2 separate regions of the Triticum aestivum genome follow, and region 2 is linked to region 1. A link is a contact called in public Hi-C data. All regions are on one chromosome and are shown on one strand. The core of a region is the stretch at or near the end of the contact, and the rest is flanking DNA. Distances in the headings are between cores, read along the strand shown.

Evidence for each region. A called contact is a pair of places that touch in the nucleus more often than the background predicts.
Region 2: a Hi-C map of leaf shows a contact between it and region 1, with 5 times the contacts expected there. The contact joins the promoter of LOC123070665 here to the promoter of LOC123070662 in region 1. A contact is called at or near these places in 3 of 5 Hi-C or Micro-C datasets (all in leaf).

Annotation. Positions count from the first base shown.
Region 1 is chr3B:513,854,254-513,858,544 of IWGSC CS RefSeq v2.1, reverse strand. It overlaps LOC123070662, which reads right to left and starts at 2,349. Exons shown (of 2, transcript XM_044493953.1): 1 at 2,017-2,349; 2 at 1,332-1,893. The coding sequence starts at 2,231. The coding sequence ends at 1,587. LOC123070661 (endoribonuclease YBEY, chloroplastic) reads left to right here. Exons shown (of 12, transcript XM_044493952.1): 11 at 333-521; 12 at 765-1,324. The coding sequence ends at 932.
Region 2 is chr3B:514,433,243-514,437,335 of IWGSC CS RefSeq v2.1, reverse strand. It overlaps LOC123070665 (mitochondrial-processing peptidase subunit alpha), which reads right to left and starts at 2,295. Exons shown (of 14, transcript XM_044493956.1): 1 at 2,143-2,295; 2 at 618-839; 3 at 236-532; 4 at 1-165. The coding sequence starts at 2,181. It overlaps LOC123070663 (phosphatidylglycerophosphate phosphatase PTPMT2), which reads left to right and starts at 3,797. Exons shown (of 6, transcript XM_044493954.1): 1 at 3,797-4,093.

The DNA.
Region 1 (4,291 bases), core at 1,100-3,599:
AAGGATTAATGACTTTTTCTTAATCACATTCTGATAAATATTATGAATAAGTCCATGTGGCCGGCCGGCCAAAGATCTAATAGTTTGTCAAAGATCAACTATTTATTTAGCACACCCACACTTTTTATGGGTGAAACAAATAAGCTGCTGTTTTTTTATTGCATCTGGCATTTATATATGGACATAGTCATCAAAAATCCATTTTGGCTCTAGGGAGCACATGCTCATCTGTTTATAAAACTATCTGGATCTTTTGAAGAAGAAAAGATTTAGCAGTTTGACAATGTTAAAGATCTGTTATAGCTTGACTATGCTATAATTTTCATGTCCAGAAACTAGTGTTCATTGGAACTTCTGAGGGAGTTTCTTCCACATTGAGGCCATACTGGACAAAGGCGATAAAAGAAAGGGCTGGTGTTCTCCAGGCACAGCCTGATATGCTTGAGCTTGTACCACCTGCAACTTCTAAGGGCACCGGGGTGAAGATTTTGCTGGACCATCTTTGCATTAGCCCGGACGAGGTATAAGTTGTCTAGTTCCCCACTACATCTTCCATGGTGCAAGCCAAATGTTGCTGCATTTTATTCTCTCAGTTTCTTCAGTTACAAATCTAATCTTGATCATTATTTCCCTTTTTTAATCACATATTGAATATATAACACTCCCCCTAAGCTTCCGTTGAATCCTTGAAATTCTAAGTTTTGTTTGGCTACCAATACTACCTAGGCTTGCATTATTTCTCACTCGTAACCTTTTCCTGCAAGGTAATGGCAATTGGAGATGGAGAAAATGACATAGAAATGCTACAGCTAGCATCACTGGGTGTTGCTCTGGCAAATGGCGCCGAGAAGACCAAAGCAGTGGCAAATGTAATCGGTGCCACCAACGACGAAGATGGAGTTGCACAGGCCATCTATGACTACGCTTTCTAACAGCCGCTGACACTACTACGGCGCACTGGGACAGGATTGTCTTCCCCCAGCGTTGTTGCCTAATAACAAGTTTTGTTCAAACATCTATCACCAAGATTATTCAGGGTTGTGTTCACAGCACCCGCCAAGAGTTTTAACACTTGAAGCATTAGGTAGAGCTATTCTTTGGTTGGCAATCAGTGAAGACACGCCATTCTTTTTTCCACTGGGAATATCTGTACTCCCTATGATCCATATTACTTGTCGTTCACTTGGTACAACTGTAGTACTGGACTGGATTGGAGGGAGTAAAACATTCTTCCATCTCTTGTACCCAAGAATGGTGTCTGTTTTAGCCATGCTACTTTGTACTCCTTGTAATGTTGAGAAATAACCAGGATGATCAAAGACCATGTACCGTGGCTCAGAATTCGGATCTTAGATAATCTTTGTTAATCGAAAGAAAATGTTTGGTATACAACCGCTCTCTATTTACACACTGATGAATCAATCAATGTCCTCCTGAACAATATGTCTCCCCGAACAGCAGAGAAGCAAAAGCCTCTTAGTACATTTGACAGGCTAATACTCCCGCCAAGAAAAATCCTCAAGGTCAATGAACAAAGAAGAGAAGCGAAGCCAGCCCTGGACAGACATTTTTTTCGGCTGCGAGCCCTACTGATGGCACGCGCTCTTGTTGACAGGGATCGCGGGAGGCCTGTAGAGCATGTTGGCGCTGCTGGTCCGCGCCATCATCAGATTCGCGCAGGAGCTCGCGGAGCTCTGCTTGGCAATTCCCTTGCTGTTGGTGTTGGGAGCAGGTACGGGGCAAGCTGTCTGGTAACTGTCCAGATCGATGTTGCTCCTGCACGACTTGATCTTCTTGTAGGGGTTCTTCTTGGGCAGATCCTCCAGGCACCTCACCTCGGACATGCACGCGAACGACTGGGACTTGCCGTCGTAGTATTTTGACAGCCCTTTCCTGCAAAGAGAAGAAGAGCATGGTCAGGAAACCTCCCTTTTGCTGCTGGCTGCTGCACATACATACATATAGTATATGTTGATGAACTTATCAAGGAGGCTAGTAAGTTCCTCGGAGACTTACTTGGCAGAGAGCTCAGCCTTCATGGACGACAGATCGTAGACGCCATCGGAATTCAGTCTCCGCACCGGGGAAGCCGGCACAAACTGGTCCTCGCCGTCTGAAAACCGGGCCTCGTCGTCGTCGGAGTTGCAGGAAAAGGAGGACGAGGTCTCGAACAGGTCCTCGTCTTCCTGGTGCGCCGGGAGGACCTGAGAAGCTCCAGCAGATCTGCCCATGCTTGCAAGTTTCTGGTTTCTGGAACGCAACGGAAGGACCTCAAGGCGAAAGGAAAGGAACCTATGCTGGCTGCTGTATGGATGGATATATTCTTGCTCTCGCTTGCTCTGTTTCACGACCTTTATAATCTGGCAGGAGGGTGGGTATATATAGAGCCCCAGCTGCGACGATGGGGATAACGCTGGGCGTTGTCCTAGTGCGCTTTGACTAATACTCGGAAACCGAACGCAATTTCTAAAGGTCAGTGACATCACCGTTGGTTCCGGGGACGAGGCTCCTCTGCCGTTCGGCAGGGTGCGGTTCCATCCCTGACAGGTGGGCTCATTGAAAAACAGACCCACATGGCAGTGCCACAACTGCAGGTGATGTATGTCAGGGGAGCCGCTTCCTCCGGTTCCGGTGTGTTTACATTGCACAAGTATTTTTAGAAAAAACGAAGGCATTTTTTTTGCCTCATCTCTTTAAATAATACTTCCTTTTGTGAAAATCTCTTTAAATAATACTAATAAGAATAACAATGTTTTTAACGATTACAGGGCCACATAAGTCCAACAGGGAATCATTCTCCTGGTAAAATGTTTCCTAGAAATTCCCCTGCCATTTCCCAACTTGCTTCTTCCCCGACCTTCGTCGCTATATGAGCCTCTCTACTCCTAATGTCTGAGTTGGTAGAATAGTATTCACGGTTTATTTTCGTCCCATCATTTTCAACCGTTTTATTTCGCTGGTTTTTTTGTCCCCTTCCCCAATCTCATCGGTTTAGTTTCGCGTCACCCTATCACACAACAAAAAAAATCTGAACGGATCAGAACTTTCCATGTTGGCAGCAAGCTATTTAGTAATATCTTTATGTGAAAGAATCAATCATGATCAATTTTTAAATATCAAATCTAAATTAATTAACCTTACCATAAATCACTCAATCACATTAATTAAGAAACAAATAACCGTCCGTATGAGCATTAATCGCTCAATCACATTAATTAGCCTTACCAAGAGAAACGAGGGCGGCTGCGGCTGCCGGTGCAAGAGGTCGATCTGGTCGTGCCTTCCCACCACCGATCGCGCTGCGTCGCTATCGGAGGGGCACCAGGGATGGCACCCGCATGGTTTGGGTACGGTTGGAGCCACCCCGTACCCTTACCTGTCCACTCTAAGCTTACCCATCACTCTTACCCATACCCGTCAATGGGTACATTTCCCCCCATACCCGTTACCCGACAGGGTAGATGGATACCCGTGGGTTAAATTACCCATGTTTGCAAAGCATCAGTTTGAACGACTCATAGTCATAAAATACAACATATAATTATAATTTATAATCAACAACAGATTATAACAACAACACCCACTTTTAAACAACAAGACATCATAAACAACAACATATTTAATAAACAACATCACTTTCTTGTAAACAACAACACATCAAAACATCATCACATTAGTCATATATTTTGAGCTCACAAATTCATCACAAAGTGTTGAGATAATTTTGAGTTCATATAGATTATATATGGGTACATGGGTATGTGGGTATGGGTTATATGATCTCATACCCGTACCCGCTCTACCCGATGGGTTTAACATTTCCCTATTTATATACCCATGGATAATGTTTTATCCCATACTCTTACTGAAAGGATCGATATGGTTGACTAGAGGGGTGGGGGGTGAATAGGCAACTAACAATTTTTAAGCTTTTCTTTAACAATTTAAACCTTGCAACAAAATATGTTGTCTAGATATGCAACTATGTGGACAACCAATATGATGCAATGACAACTAGCACACAAGCAAGTAATAGATACAACACAAGTAAGCTTGCAAAAATAAAGGCACGAAATAACCAAGAGTGGAGCCGGTGAAGACGAGGATGTGTTACCGAAGTTCCTTCCTTTTAAGGGGAAGTACGTCTCCGTTAGAGCGGTGTGGAGGCACAATGCTCCCCAAGAAGCCACTAGGGCCATCGTAATCTCCTCATGCCCTCACACAATGCGAGATGCCATGATTCCACTATTGGTGCCCTTGAAGGCGGCGGCCGAACCTTTACAAACAAGGA
Region 2 (4,093 bases), core at 1,046-3,545, 580 kb before region 1:
AACGAATTCCTTAAGAACACCACTGTCCAATTTATGTATGGCAGGCTCTGGTGCCACCAAGGGCTTTGCCAGTGCCCCAGTATAGCCAGCAGAATGGAGAGCCTCTAAAAGTAAACCTTGAGGATTAGCAGAAAATTCAGCTATTTCAGCTTTCATCTCCTCCAGCTGTAAGACAACAGGACATTAATACAATGAAGGGTAAACCTGGAGCGCTTACCTTTAAATAATGGAATACCTGCTCTTTAACCTCCCAATCAAGAAATGCTGGGTTTCTCACACTATCAATAAGTACTTCGACCATATCAGGTACATAGGCCCTGAATGCATCATAGGTATAGCACATTTGTTCACGAGTAGCTATTGCAGAAACATTCCCTCCAATGGACTCTACCTCGCGTACTAGCCGCAAATGACTCCTGTTTGTGGTGCTCTTGAATGACATTCTCTCCAGTAGATGCGATGCTCCAGATGAACCAGGTGTTTCATACATAGAACCACAATCAATATACAATCCCACTGTTGCTGCTGGACTCTGCAGTTAAGTCCCTATAAATTACCCCAATGTAGATATTTAAAAAAAGGAACACACTGAAACATCTGCAGGCACATAGTGATACCGTTGATGTTTCTGAAGCAATTTTGATGCCATTCGGGAGAGTGGTAACTTTTGCCTTGGCTGGCTCTACAAAGTCTGGTAGTGGTGGAGGAATGGTGACGCCTGGGAGAGGGACATCAAGAGCTGGAAACTGGGTTGGCTTGCTACCAAGAAGCCAACCAAATAAACCACCAGAAGACTGCTTCACAACACTTGTACTAGCAAACCTACTAGAACCATGTTGCTGCAAGCAGAAAAAGGAAACAAATTGTGCGGTGGCGAGAACATCAGGTAACATCGCTAAAACTCTAAAAGTAAAGGTTGAAAACGGAAAAGCTTGAACATGAAACCAACTTGTGTGCAAAATACATAAGTTAAGGCAGGCAACAGGTGAAAATAAAAACCAATAGGACCAAATTGCAAAGCAAAACCCACCATATGTAAATTTAAAGTAACAAAGTGTGGCTAGTAACATATATCACTCCTTGAGTTTCAACTACAATATATTGTCGATGCTCTAAGTATGATCTGAAATAAGTAATGGACACAAGGACATGATGTTCATACAGGTTTAGACCTCCTTATAAATGATAACAAAGCTAGTCGTGTGTTCTTATATTGGACATGTTACAAAGGAGGTGATGCTTGCACTAGTTAGAGGGAAAGACGTGAACAAGTGTGTAATGTCGAACGGGATACAAAATGAGGTGACATGGGAATTGTTTGTCTAATAACATATAATCATTGAAGGGGCGCAGTTCCTTGGTATGAAGTGATGCACATTGGATCACAGGGAACAACAAACTAGGGTGGTTCTTGTCAGTGACTCTGATGATGGTGCCTCTGAATGACAATTGTTTGACAGCACATTGATGAGTGTGTACGACTTATGGCACTTGGCAGTGTGAGTTTGTTAGGCACATGCTGTCTATGGCAGACAGATGGAGGTACGGATTGTGCCTATCTGATGGACCCAATTTACCCTTAAGGCTAATAATGACAAAGTAAATAGCCAACAACTACATTTTAAGCATTTTATACAGTATCACAGATTCATGATATGGATGCGCCAGAGATGTATTTTTGTGTTTATGTAGCACAGATTCATAGTGTGGAAACCGTATCACTTATTTGTATTTTCACTTGAGTTGTAACACAGCCCAACATAAGTAGTACTAGCTCAAATACCAAAATCACATCCTGCAGATCGTGGTTCTAATTGGAGTGTGGATCAAATAGACTGGTATTTACATCACCTCACAAATTTGTCTAGCTCGGTGTCTGTCAGAAATCACCTGACTTCTACTATCCGCGTCCCTTCTTCTCTATTCGAGGGATAACAAGCACAGCACCCGCAGCAAACACCATGCGTATACACTCTAGCCCCCGTTTCTAAGTGATGGAATTGGAAGCTAGACCAATCGAACATATAACCAACGGCATATGAATCGGCAGCAACTCCACGAGCACCACCCGAGGAATCAGCTCGTTTGTCTGACGAACGCTGAGGGTTTGCTGCGGGGCGGGCAGATGGGGGAAGAGGGTACCTTGAGAGCGCGGAGGTGGCTGCCGGCGACCCGGTACATGGCTGCCGCCGCCCGGGAGCTCCGAGGGCGGGGAGTGGCGACCCGGACGGAGACGAGGGGAGGGCCGCCGAGGAGCTGAGGGCTCTATGCTCGTGTACAAACGAGCGTGCGTCGGTTGAGTGATTCTGGCCGGGTCGTGGGCCGTATTTCGGCCCTGCATACAATCGGCCCATCGTGCTTATCGCGAGCGAGTCAGCGATACAACAATCGGCCCATGGCGGCTGTACTCTCTGCCGCGAGGAAAAATATTTGGAAAGATCGGATGATTCGGATCCAGCTAGTCGACTATGTTGTTCGAAAAGAAAAAGGGAAAAACTTGCCGACCACCGGTCACCCGAGTCAAAACAGTGCATCGGACCCACCAGAGTCACAGGGGCCACATACACCATGATCGCTCGCAAGGACCTGAGCCGCCACGGGCCCACACACAGCATCACCCAACAGTAGGATGCGTCCAACGGGCACCGCCCACGTGGAGACCATGGCAAAGCAGAAAGCCAGAAACGGGCGGACGGCCGGCCGGCGTGACGAGGGGGCAGCGCAGCAGGACGCACGCGTACGAGTCGCGTCGACGACGCCAGCTCGCCGCGGTCCACTCGTTGCACGGGCTCGAAAACCTCGGCTGTTTTCCCTCTCGCGGACGCGGGAAATCTCGCGGCTGGGCAATCCGGCCGTTTCGGGTGACCGGGCGGTTTTACCTGGAATTATTGGTGCGCGATTAGGCAGTCTTTCATCCGCACCCTTCAGTTCTCTGTGATTATCTTTGCGCGCCTCCCCGTGTACAAGGCTGCTCTCCAACTGGTCTTTATTTTCTTACATACTTTGAGCCACTCTTTTATAGTCAGGTTAGGTTAGTATAGTCTTCCTGAGCGCCTTGTGTAAGCTGTGAGGCAATGTCATGATCCGTTCTGCGATGCCAACTTTACATCCTTTTGCACGCTTCTATGGCTCAGTTGATGAGGGGTTTATGTAGGTCAAATGCACGTCCTTGTCACCAACAACCTTGCCTTGTTCCTCGCCGATGTGTGAAATTTTATATGTTTTCGTGGATGTGTTAATCTTGACCCGTGCTGTCCAATCAACCTATGGCTGGTGAATTATCCTCACTTCATTTATCTCTGCAAAAGAAATTGTCACACGATTAAAATCATAAAAAGTTTGTTGGCCGGCATTCAAACCAAGAATCCGTTATAAGAACATTGCTTGCCTACTATGTACAATCCCTTTATACTTTTTTTTTATAAAAGCACCATTTCTCGTTTAATAGGCTAATGGCTCATTTCGTGAGTAAATATTCTTCGTGAGTTTCGCTCCAGACTACATTATGCATTTAGTCGCTCCGTGGCAAATGAATTAGCATTATAGAAAATATTAACATGTTTTTATAAGGGTTATGTCTTTTAGAGTATACACATCATACATGGAGTCGTGAAGAAAGCTTTGAAGATTTGTTGCACCTACTCCCAAGCATGAAAAAGAGGTCGCTCAGAAAAAAAAAAGGAAAATGATGAAACCGCACAATTACTCGACTGTCAAGGGACCTGCGGAGATAAACGCACCCACGTTTTGTCCACCAATAAATCCCATCCCACCAACCAACCAACAATCCACCCAAAAACCCGGACCATCAGCCCCCTCCCCACTCCCCCTCCCTGGATCCGATTCAGCAGACTCGCCACCTGTTTTCGCCCCCGCAGTCTTCTCCTGGGGTTTTGCCTTGCCCCCACAGCCCACACTCTTCCCATTTCTCGCGTCTCCTCTGGCCACCACCAGGAGCAAAGCCCGAGCCGCAACGCCTCTCGATCCACGAATCTCCCCAGCGGATCTGCTGGTTCCGGAAGGGTTTGGAGCGCGCCGGAGCCTGGAGGCGTCTCGGCGTGCGCGTAAGGTTGGGCCGTCGAGCTGTTTCGGT